4 separate regions of the Mus musculus genome follow, and all the other regions are linked to region 1. Evidence: chromatin contacts called from public HiChIP or PLAC-seq and promoter capture Hi-C data. All regions are on one chromosome and are shown on one strand. The core of a region is the stretch at or near the end of the contact, and the rest is flanking DNA. Distances in the headings are between cores, read along the strand shown. Region 1 holds the start of Camkk2 (calcium/calmodulin-dependent protein kinase kinase 2, beta). Region 2 holds the start of Trafd1 (TRAF type zinc finger domain containing 1). Region 3 holds the start of Adam1b (a disintegrin and metallopeptidase domain 1b). Region 4 holds the start of Atxn2 (ataxin 2).

Region 1 (2,575 bases), core at 52-2,551:
CTATTATCCACCCTCTAGGGAAGAAATGGGGAGAGTCATTAGACCCTCACCTGAGATTACAGTTGCTCCCGCCTCTCCTCCTGTGCAGACCTCCAACAGCACCTGGCCCCGGGAGATGCTAGAGAATATAAAGGGGTGGGTAAACGAAGGAGACACTCCTTCTGGCAGGTCACTGTCCATGCTGGAGATGAGTAAGCCCAATAAACCCATTGGTTCACCAAGCTGGGCTTGGATGTTTTTGATCTGTTGTCGGCGCCCTATTTTGGGTGAATAGGCATTTGTTCATGTCTCCTCAGGAAGTCAGTCAAGAGTGGGGCTTAAAAAGACACGCAAACTGTGCATGATACTGTCTCCTGCAGCTTGCTGTCTTACGCTACATGTTTTTGTTTTCCTTTTCCTGTGGGGGTACAAATAGATCTAACAGTCCTTTTAACTATTGTGTACTATTCCACTTCGTCTCGCTCCAGTTGCTACTACTAACAAATAAATGGAAGAGCGCTTAGCAGTATCAGAGGTGGTCATCTCATTAGAACGCTCATTGAGTTTATTTGTCCGGTCCTGGGGACTGTTTGTGAGTGCCCAGCCTAGAAATATGGCAATAATTTATTGAGGGCTGAAAATCGACCCAGTTGACAAAGAGCTTTGAATTCTTAGTGAATTTGACATCTCAACCCTTTGGCTGCCGGCAGAAACATGCATGCAGACAGCCACTGGTGAACATCCGAGTCTGAGTTCACCGGCCCCCCACATCCAAGGCCACCGGGTGAGCGAGCCCTTGAAATACCCTTTTTTTTCTCCGTTGTTACCCAACTGGGAGACTAAATATTTTAAGGCTCCAGCAAAGTAAACCGTCAAAAAGGGGAAGAATGTTTGGTCAGTCTTGTGGAGAGACCTAGAACTTCGCTGGGCTGTTCAGAGTGAGTGATGCATTTTAGGGCGAGCCTGCAGCAGTGGTCAGAGGGGTGGTGGCTGCGGAAGGGTTTCCCCATAATGGGCGTTGCCCCGAAATCCAGGGAGGGAACCGCCAGACGGCTCCTGGGTTTTCCCCCGTCGCCTTTGGGGGAACTTCTCCACGCTCAGGGACAAAGCGGCGTGGAGCATCTCGCAGGAACCGAGACCCACTCCCAAACTTGCGGCCTGTTCGCCCCTGCGCGAGTCGGGCCTCGCTTCCTGTCGCCTCCTTCCCCCCACCCCCCCTCCCGCCTCCACCTCCGCCCCGCCGCTACTTAAGTCTCCGCGGGACCCGGCGCGCGCGGCCGAGGCTGCGGCGGGCACGCGCGCTCCACGCCGGGTCCTTGGCCAATCAGCAAGGAGCCCGAGGCGCCGCCGCGCCGCGCGCGAGCCGAAGCCCGGGCGGCTCCTCCCGTGGAGAGCCGAACCGGACCGAGCCGAGCCGAGCCAAGCCGAGCCAAGCCGAGCCGGGGGCGCAGAGCGCGGGAGGCGGCGGCGCGGAGCCCAGGTGAGCTGGCCCGAGGCGGGCCGGGCTGAGTCGGGGGTGGGTGGGGGAGGGACGCAACCTCCCCGTGGGTCTTTGGGTCCCGGACGCGCGCGGGAGCCGGCAGACACAGCCCAGAGGCGGGCCCCGAGGGGACCCCACGTGCGCCGCCCCGCGCCCCGCCACGTGGAGGGCTGCGCCCCCTTTCCCCCTGGCCTCCGGAGCCGGGCGGCGCTTGGGGTCCGGCGGCAGGAGCCGGCCAGGAGTTCCGCACCAAGGTCCGCCGGCCAGGGCGGTCCCGGATCCCAGCGATGGCCTAGGCCACCCCTGGCGCTTGACAGGTGCGGAACCTGAGCGCGCGGGAGCGTCCCACCTCCGCAGGCTGCCAGGCACGGGGAGGACCCTGGTCCTAGGGGCTTGGACCCGAGTCTGCCCTCTGATCACCCCGACCTCACAGGCCGACTTGATCCTTTTGACCTAAATTTACCTCTGGGCTGCAGCGCGCGATGCATAAAGAGTGCCTGCCGGCTCCCTCTGGCACAGCCCTGGGGTGGTGGTGCCCCGCTATCACCGGGGCTATGCCAGGGTTCTCCCCACCCCCTGAATGCCCAGTTTGGGAAACGGGGTGTTTTCACAGCTCTGTCAGCCTCCTCCCCGGCTGCTCTCACTTGGAGATGAAGAGGTGGCACTTTGCAGGGGGATGGAGCAGGGGGTGGAGGACATCTCAGGTGCCATGGGCAAACAGCCTCCTGATCTGGGGGTGGGTGGGTCATGCTCCGCATTCATTACCCTAGATGCAACTTTTACCTTCCTCAACCTCCTCTGTGATGTTCCCCCAGTCCTGGAGTAGAAACTTCAGGTGCCCTGGGGCATTAATGATGTCTTTTACTCCTCCTCCTGACTCTGCCCCCACAGGACCTAGAGGAGGATTGCTCTGCCTCCCCACAGCTCCTTTGTTCTTTGGAAGTGGCAGGGGCTGCCGCTGTTCCCAAACCCACAGAAACTGCGGTTTCAGAATAGATCGTGCTATCAGTGTACAGAAGCAGCTTCAGTTTGCCCGATCCCCCTCCTTGTACACTCTACTGCTGTACACTTCATCAAAAATGTCATATGCCGGGCCATGGTGGCATACACTTTTAA
Region 2 (2,575 bases), core at 56-2,555, 1.4 Mb after region 1:
GAGGGGGGTAAAAGGCGTGTGCTACCATGCCGAGCCAAAATCTTTAATTTTTAACAAACCCAAAATTTTAAGCCAAGGTGGAGGCAGGAGGCAGAAGCTGAGGTAACTCAGCATTTCCGCGCTGTTTGTCCTCCTCTTGAGTTGTCCTTTCCTCCCCCAGTAAACTCCAGAGGAGCCTCTGAGTCACTTTCACATCGAGGACTGTGAGTTGTTTCCAGGAGACACGACTGCCATTCTCTTGTTTATTTCTTCAGGATGTATTTATATCACCCTGGGAACACGTGGGGGGGGGGCATCTGGAACTTTCTTCCACTCCCAATGGGAACTTTAAACGATGCCATCGCGTTCAGAAACAGTTTGCTAGTTCAAAACAACCAAAGCCCCAAACAAAACAGAAACACGGGCACCCGCAGCAGTCGCAGAGCCAGCAGTGAGCCCGCAGTTCCCTAAAATATTGAGGGAAATAAAAGCATGTGGCAATTAGCTGGATGCGGTAGCCTCAGCCTGCAAAAACAGCACTGGCGGGGATGGAGGCAGGAGGATATTGATTGAGTTTAAGGTGATCCTTACTACATAGGCAGTTGAGGACAAAATGTTGGGATTAAAAGCATGGGCCTCTGTGCTCTGCTTTTGTTAAGATGATGACGATGATGACGACGACGATGATGATGAGATGATGGTGATGAGATGATTAATCTCTTGATACCCTGACTTACAGCTGGACTTACAGGGGGTTCTGAAACACCTGTTGTGGGTGCTGAACACCAAACTCTCCAAGAGTAGCAAGCGTTCTTAGCCGTGGAGACGTGTCTCTCCAGTCCCACAGCTGTATGTTGTTTGCAGTTTACACGCCAGCTTAGATTTAGAATCCCGCCCCCCCCCCCCGCCCCTTTGTATCCATGAGGTAGGAGGTGCAGGAAGAAGCCACCAGGTCCGGCAAGGAGACCCTGGCTGGCACATCGGAATCTCTGACACCTCGAAGAGGTGTGGCAGGAGGAAGCGTTCATGACAAGGATGACAAGGATGACAAGGTGTGGGTATTAATGGCCCATGACAGAGCGCAAACGCCACCCACCGTCATCGTAGGCTCATCTGCACGTTTGCCCTGCATCATCCTAGCAATCAATGTAGATGCCACCGCTTCCAGAGGTGTGTGTGTGGGGAGCGGAGAAATGACCCTCGGAACCTGCCCCCTGAGCTGTGAGCCAATGGAGGATGAGGAGGCGGACCCGAGGAAACGGCAGCGCTGTGGTCCAATGGACTTCCATCAGGGCCCCACGGCTGGCCAATGGGCGTGGCCCTCGGCGACGGTGGGAAGCGGCTGGGCAGCTGGGCGGTTGTTGGCTCCGGGCGGCGGAGGCGGCGGTGGCGGTGCTGTTCCCGCTGGGCTCGGAGGTGAACGGGGGCGGCGGGGTGGGGCGGGGCGGGGCGGGAGGTGGCGGCGGTGACGCAGGCTCGCGGCGGGAGGCGGAGGCTCGGCCCGCTCCAACCGCCCGGGCCCGCGGAGCGCAGAGCGGCCGCTCCCCGAGGCGCCGCGGTGGCGTGTGGCCCGGCCTGCCTCCGCCTCCCCCGGCCTCCCGGTTTGCTGAGTCTTCCCTGCCGTCGCTAGAGGTCTGTCTGTCCGTCCCGCCGCCCTCTTTGTCTGTGTGCTTTCCCGCAGACACTCACCTTAGGTTATTGAAAACGAACCTTTGCTTGGTTTCCGGGCTTTGCTACACTGGACTCTTGGATTCGTTAAACAGTGTCAGTTTGCCCGGGCGCTGAGGCTGCTGGCGGGTGACTTGACAGTGTCCAGATCAGCCTGCCGCTTTGTTAGCAGTCGGTGCCGAAGTCTATTTCTGTGTCGTGGGAAGGAGTGATGTAAACATCGGAGCTGCCTTGTATCCTGGACGGGAAGCGAGAGAAAGGGCTGGAGCTGACTGCTCTTGCCCTGCGAGCCCGGGTGGGAGGGCCTCAGATTTGACCGAGGAGAAACACCTAAGTAGGCAGTGTCGTACCATTTGATAAGATGTCCAATATTAGCGCTCTGCTTACATTTGGTTTTGCTTTTTTTTTTTTTTTTTTTTGGAACTAGGGTCGAATCCATCCCACGTTGGCCTTGAACTGACTAAGTCGCCAAGATGGTTTTGAACTTGTGATTCTTCTGTCTCTATATCCCTAGTGGTAAATTTACAGGCATGTACCATCATGCCCAGTTTTATGCCTGGTCAGGGAACACAGAGCCCCGTATCGCTTGAGCCCCTGCTAGTTTGATGAATACTCCTGCCAAATGTGTAGAGCCTGAATTTAGTCCAAGAAAACACCAGACAACCCCCGCCCCCAAATGGAAGGATTGATTACAAAATAGCTAGCCAGTAGCTAGAAACTCTTAGTAACTGCCAGTCTTCGCTAGCAGGCTCTGATTAAGGTACTAATTAGCCGATCAAGGCTGTGAGAGATTAGACACGAGAGAGAGCTTTCAAATTAGAGTAAGTAGTAACATCTAAGAGCTTTATGTCACCCAGGACTGAAACTGAACCAAGAAGGGGGATAGTGGTCTCCTCACTGACATTTGAAGAAGGCCTGAGGATTGGTT
Region 3 (2,575 bases), core at 50-2,549, 1.3 Mb after region 1:
TCAAGGGGAGGGTACCCCTGACTGAGCTGAGGAGTTTGAGAGCCCCAGCCCTGCTCCTTCTTCTCTTCACTTCTTCTTTTCCTAGCTTTTCTTCTCGGTTTCTTCTGATGAGAAAGCCACTCCATGCAGTAAGACTCATAAAGGAGATTTATTAAAGGGGAGAATCCTGGAGGAGAAGGGATGGATGAATCCAGGAAAGGCTGCGGCTTGCTTGCAAGGACTCACATCCTAAGCTTGGGAGCTCAGGGATTGGTGGCCTTTTTCACCCACTTTTCCCTGCATTGCATCCAAGGGTCAGGCTAGGGAGTCCTTCCTGGCTTCAGCTGGCTTTTGCTCCACGTCTGTGGGGCTGCTCAGAGAGGCTGAGAGGAGGTGTGGTAGGCCATGGATAGCTCCTGAGGGGCCTCTCTTGCTGAGGTGGGAAAGGCTCCAGTGCTGGCTGTTGGCTGAGATGTCCTGTTGGGGCCATTTTGACAGGAGCTGCCATTTTTAACAATTCCTGAAGTGGCATTTTACTTTGGCTGTAGGCTGGGGTGGGAAGGAGGAGCCAGCCACTGCTTTGAGAGGTTTTGTGGTGTGCCACTTATAGACTAAAAGCACTCCCCCTTTATCATACATGTTTATATATGTAAGATTAATGTACTGTGTCCCATAAGATACACAAATAAGATATCGTGTGAAGACTTAGTGTGTCTGTGTGCACACCTGAATGAGTTCAGCTCATGTGACCCGTGTACACATGGGTACATAGAGGCTAGAAGAAAGGCTAACACATGTAATCTTATAAGCTGCCAGGACCATGAGGAAGATTAAGAGTTTCAGGCGACCTGGCGCAACACTAGCACATAAACAAAGACACACATATAACCACACATAACCTTAGGGAATCAGTGTGTTGGGGCTAGGCCTTTGAGATGCCAGCTACTGTGGACATGTTAGCAGGAGGCTACCATGCATCTTCCATGGCCTCTGAGAAACTGGGTCTGGAGGCTGTGAAGGGCGATGCTATTCTTCTCCACAGGCCGCGCCCCTAGCTCCTCTGTGCTCCATCATACAGCTCAGGGGCTTGACCTCTCAGTCTGGTCTCCTAAATCTGTGATTATCCATCACACTTCTCAGAGCTCAAAACCTGCCCTGGGTTAGAACGCTCCTGTCTACAGAGCAAGGGTCTTGGAGGTCAGGAAACAGATATAACAGAGTATGCCCACCTAGGGGATCTCCAAGCTCCTTGATTTGGAACATTTGGGGTTAGCTGAGCAACTGACAACAGGAAGAGTTGAGAGCAGTGGGGGAGGGGTGTTCCGTGTGTGGCTCCTGCTGAGTCAGGTACAGTCAAGGTACAGTCCCACACTGTAGTAGAGGCACCTCTCTCCATCTTGTCAAAAGGACTTAGAGATGGCGTACAGGAGCTGACTTTGAAAGAAGCAACCAAGAACAGAAACTGTCTGAAAGGTCACAGAGGTCAGAGTCACCAGGACAAGACCTAGCCAGAAAGCTGAGCTCACGGAGGTGGGGAGGAACCAACACTTAAAACACGCAGCATCGATGTAGGGATAATACCCGGGCCTCCAGATCAGGAGAGCTACTGCTGTCATTGACATTCAACACGCAGGCCCCACTGAATCAGCTGAGTCAGAAGGATCATGGCAGACTCAGCCACAGCGAGACATTCAGCGTCCACGTTCTCTTTCAAGTAGAGCCCCATGCGGCTTTGTAAGAGGTTGGAGGAACACGTCAGACTTGGCCTCCCCAGATGGAGCGACTAAAGCTGGGGAAAATCCCAGAGCACTGGTGTATCAGGCTGGTGGCCATGTTGCTCTTGGCAATAATTTTTCTCCCGAGCACGTTCTGTGACATTGGATCTGTATATAATTCTTCCTATGAAACTGTCATCCCTGAGAGACTGCCAGGCAAGGGGGGGAAAGACCCTGGAGGGAAGGTGTCCTACATGCTATTGATGCAAGGCCAAAAGCAGCTGCTTCACCTCGAGGTAAAGGGACACTACCCTGAGAATAACTTCCCAGTCTACAGTTACCACAATGGCATCCTGAGGCAAGAAATGCCTCTCCTCTCCCAGGACTGCCACTATGAAGGCTACATGGAAGGGGTGCCAGGCTCCTTTGTTTCTGTCAACATCTGTTCAGGCCTCAGGGGGGTCTTGATTAAAGAGGAAACATCCTATGGCATTGAGCCCATGCTCTCTTCCAAAAACTTTGAACATGTCCTCTACACCATGGAGCATCAGCCTGTGGTCTCCTGCAGTGTCACTCCCAAAGACAGCCCTGGGGACACCAGCCATCCACCAAGGAGCAGGAAGCCCGATGACCTACTGGTTCTGACTGACTGGTGGTCACACACCAAGTATGTGGAGATGTTTGTGGTGGTCAACCACCAGCGGTTCCAGATGTGGGGCAGTAACATCAACGAGACGGTCCAGGCAGTAATGGACATCATTGCTCTGGCCAACAGCTTCACTAGGGGGATAAACACAGAGGTGGTGCTGGTGGGCCTGGAAATCTGGACAGAGGGGGACCCGATAGAGGTCCCAGTGGACCTGCAGACCACACTCAGGAAT
Region 4 (2,575 bases), core at 36-2,535, 1.1 Mb after region 1:
GGAGCCGGGCACTCCCACCCCTTCCCCAGTTGGGGGGGGGGAGGGGAAGAACGGCCCGCTGCGGGAACCCCGCCGCCCCAGATCTAAAGGGGGATGGGTGCGTTAGGCCGCTGGCACCCACCTCGCCTCCGTCGCCCACCTTCCCAGGGTCTGCGGGGCGGGGGATAGATATGCAGGACACCCGGCTTGACCCTACCTGGGGCGGCTGGGCCTCAATCTCCCCTCCTCCCTCCCGACTCCCCACCCGGCAAAGAGGCTCATTTCAGGAGAGGATCCCCCCACCCCCTGCGACCCGCACCCAGGCTCAGCCGCCCTTCTATCGGGGGGGGGGGCGCAGCAAGGGGGTGGGGCGGGATACCAATCGCCCCTGGCACACCCGGGAGGGGCAGGGGGCCGCCAGGGCCGTCCATCTTGGCCGTCTGGGGGGAGGGGACGCGATGGTGCGGGAGGCTGGACACGGCCCGAGAAGCCCGAAGGAATCTGCCGGCGCCTCCCGCCCCTCCGCGGGCCCCCCGGCACATCGCGAAGCCGGCCGGTCACGGGGCGCGAGGCGGGGGAGGGGACGAGCGGCGCGGGATCGGCCCGGCGCGGAGGGGGCTGGGGGAGCTGACACCCACCTGCCCAGGCCGGGACGCCCGCCGCCCGCGGCCGCCGAGGAAGACGCCACCGGCGCGGCCGGGGCCGGCACCACGGAAGCCGAGGTCACCGCGGCCGAGGCCGGCGCGGCGCCGGGCGACGAGAGCAGGCCGCCGCCGGGCTTGCGGCCAGTGGCGGGCGCGGGCGGCTGCGGCTGCGGCTTCAGCGACATGGTGAGCGGCCCATACACCGGCTCGCACGCCGGGCGGGGACAGCCGGGTGCCGGGCGCGCCGAGGAGGAGACGCCGGAGCGCGGCGGGGACGCGCGGACGCCGGGCGGGCAGGCGCGGGCCGGCGTGGCCGCGGGGGCCAGAGGCAGCAGGACAACGACGAAGGGGCGGGGAGGCCCGCAGACACCGAGCAGCCGCCGGGAGCCGGGCCGGGACGCGCCGTGGCCGTTGCTACCAAAACAGTCTGAGGCGCAGGGTGGCGAGCGCGGCCCGCGGGGAGGGGCGCCGGGGCCGCGCGGGGGAGGGCCGGCGGAGGGATACGCCACCGCGCCGCCCCGCCCGCCGCGCCGCGCCGTCCGCGGGAGCGAGCGCCGCGCGGCCCAGCCCGCCGGGCGGCGCGGCTCGGGGTCCCCCGCCGCGGGCCGCTGAGCGGCGGCGGTGGACGAACGCATGGGACCCGGGCTGGCGGACGCGGACGGGGTTGACGCGGGCCTGGAGGGCGCGGAGATGCGAAACAGACCCGGGGCGGGGGAGGTGTCGGGGGTGGGGGGGGGGACTCTTTACCGGAAGTCGGAAGGGTCAGGCGGAAGTCGAACGTGAGACGGCCCGGGGGGCCGATCAGGGACACGTGAGGAGCGGGGCGCAGCGCTGGGCCGCGTTCGCTCTCCCCGGGGTCGAACTAGGGCCGTGGAGGGGGCCAGGAGGGATCCGCCCTCGCCAAGGCGGGTCTGAACTTCGGGATCTGCTTCGGGGACGGGCGCCGTGAGCTGCTCGGGTGTCCTCGACCCCCTTGGAGGACCTTGATTTCACCCCACCCCCACCCCACCAAATCACAACTTAGAGGATGGCCTGCGGGCACCTTCGGGGCGGGGACCTGCAATCGGGGCCTGGCACACAGTAGGCCCCCAGGTGCCACTGCGTGCCGACTTGCCCTGCCAGCGTGGGGAAGCTTGCCGCCTCAGAAGCCACCGCCAGCTGCTTCACTTTGCCCCACTTTATTCACCCCGGCGAACTGTTGGGTCTCTGACCTTCATTTGAACCCTCTTTTTTTTTTTCCCCCTAGCTCGCTCGGACTTCTTAGTTCCTCCTTCAGGGGACCCGAAGGGAAATGGACCTGATTGGTAGTAGAACTGGGTGATGGGGTCTCCCTCGGTGAAGACTAAACAGACTTTCCCAAGAATGTCAACTTTAGACCTTGACCCCTTTTAAAAACTTTTACTTTAACTCGGGAAGGCCACCAAACACTGGTCCGTTTTTTTTTTTAAGGTGTTGTAATTAAATTGGAAACAAATGGTTAACTTTTTTCAAATGAGTTTAAATTGGTTTTTTTTTTTTTCTTTCTTTTCTAAGTGAAATTGCTTAAGAAGGTGATGGGCCGAGGGAAAAAAAAAAACCCTCAACCTATTAAAGTCATTCCAGTGAATTAAAGGCAGGCATGGTGTTCTTGCCTGTAGTACGAGCACTTGGGAAATGGAAGGAGGATTAGACAGTCAAGGTCATCTTCACCTTCATGAGGGAATTCTAGGCCAGGCTAAGCTACAAGAGACCCAGTCTCAAGAAGGGGCAATTCAATGAAGAGTTACCCCTGGTTATGGCACATGCCTTTAATCCCAGCTCTGGACAGGCAACTGGATCTCTTGAGTTCCAGACTTGTTGGTCTACATGGATTTTTTTTTTTTTAAGTAGCTAGCAGATAGCTCAGAAGGTAAAGGCCCAGGCTGCCTAAGCTCACCACCTAACTCTCAACCCTGGAGCTGGCATGTGGAAGA

Evidence for each region. HiChIP or PLAC-seq counts read pairs in DNA pulled down with a chosen protein or histone mark. Capture Hi-C pulls out chosen DNA fragments and counts their contacts.
Region 2: a promoter capture Hi-C map of adipose tissue shows a contact between it and region 1, with 2.6 times the contacts expected there. The contact joins the promoter of Trafd1 here to the promoter of Camkk2 in region 1.
Region 3: an H3K27ac HiChIP or PLAC-seq map of microglia shows a contact between it and region 1, with 6 times the contacts expected there. The contact joins the promoter of Adam1b here to the promoter of Camkk2 in region 1. A contact is called at or near these places in 1 of 39 promoter capture datasets (cranial neural crest) and 1 of 115 datasets of contacts at active chromatin or transcription factors (microglia).
Region 4: a contact with region 1 is called in an H3K27ac HiChIP or PLAC-seq map of microglia, with 6 times the contacts expected there. The contact joins the promoter of Atxn2 here to the promoter of Camkk2 in region 1. A contact is called at or near these places in 2 of 39 promoter capture datasets (embryonic stem cells and pre-B cells), 1 of 484 Hi-C or Micro-C datasets (embryonic stem cells) and 2 of 115 datasets of contacts at active chromatin or transcription factors (microglia and stem cell-derived neural progenitor cells).

The regions. Positions count from the first base shown.
Region 1 is chr5:122,778,136-122,780,710 of GRCm38.p6, reverse strand. Camkk2 (calcium/calmodulin-dependent protein kinase kinase 2, beta) reads left to right here and starts at 1,301. Exons shown (of 17, transcript NM_001199676.1): 1 at 1,301-1,459.
Region 2 is chr5:121,384,345-121,386,919 of GRCm38.p6, reverse strand. Trafd1 (TRAF type zinc finger domain containing 1) reads left to right here and starts at 1,305. Exons shown (of 12, transcript NM_001163470.1): 1 at 1,305-1,395. It overlaps Gm42020 (predicted gene, 42020), which reads right to left and starts at 1,407. Exons shown (of 2, transcript NR_168130.1): 1 at 1,076-1,407; 2 at 30-446.
Region 3 is chr5:121,502,159-121,504,733 of GRCm38.p6, reverse strand. Adam1b (a disintegrin and metallopeptidase domain 1b) reads left to right here and starts at 1,299. Exons shown (of 1, transcript NM_172125.3): 1 at 1,299-2,575. The coding sequence starts at 1,754. It also overlaps a transcript of Tmem116 not described here.
Region 4 is chr5:121,710,319-121,712,893 of GRCm38.p6, reverse strand. It overlaps Atxn2 (ataxin 2), which reads right to left and starts at 1,285. Exons shown (of 25, transcript NM_009125.2): 1 at 618-1,285. The coding sequence starts at 1,258.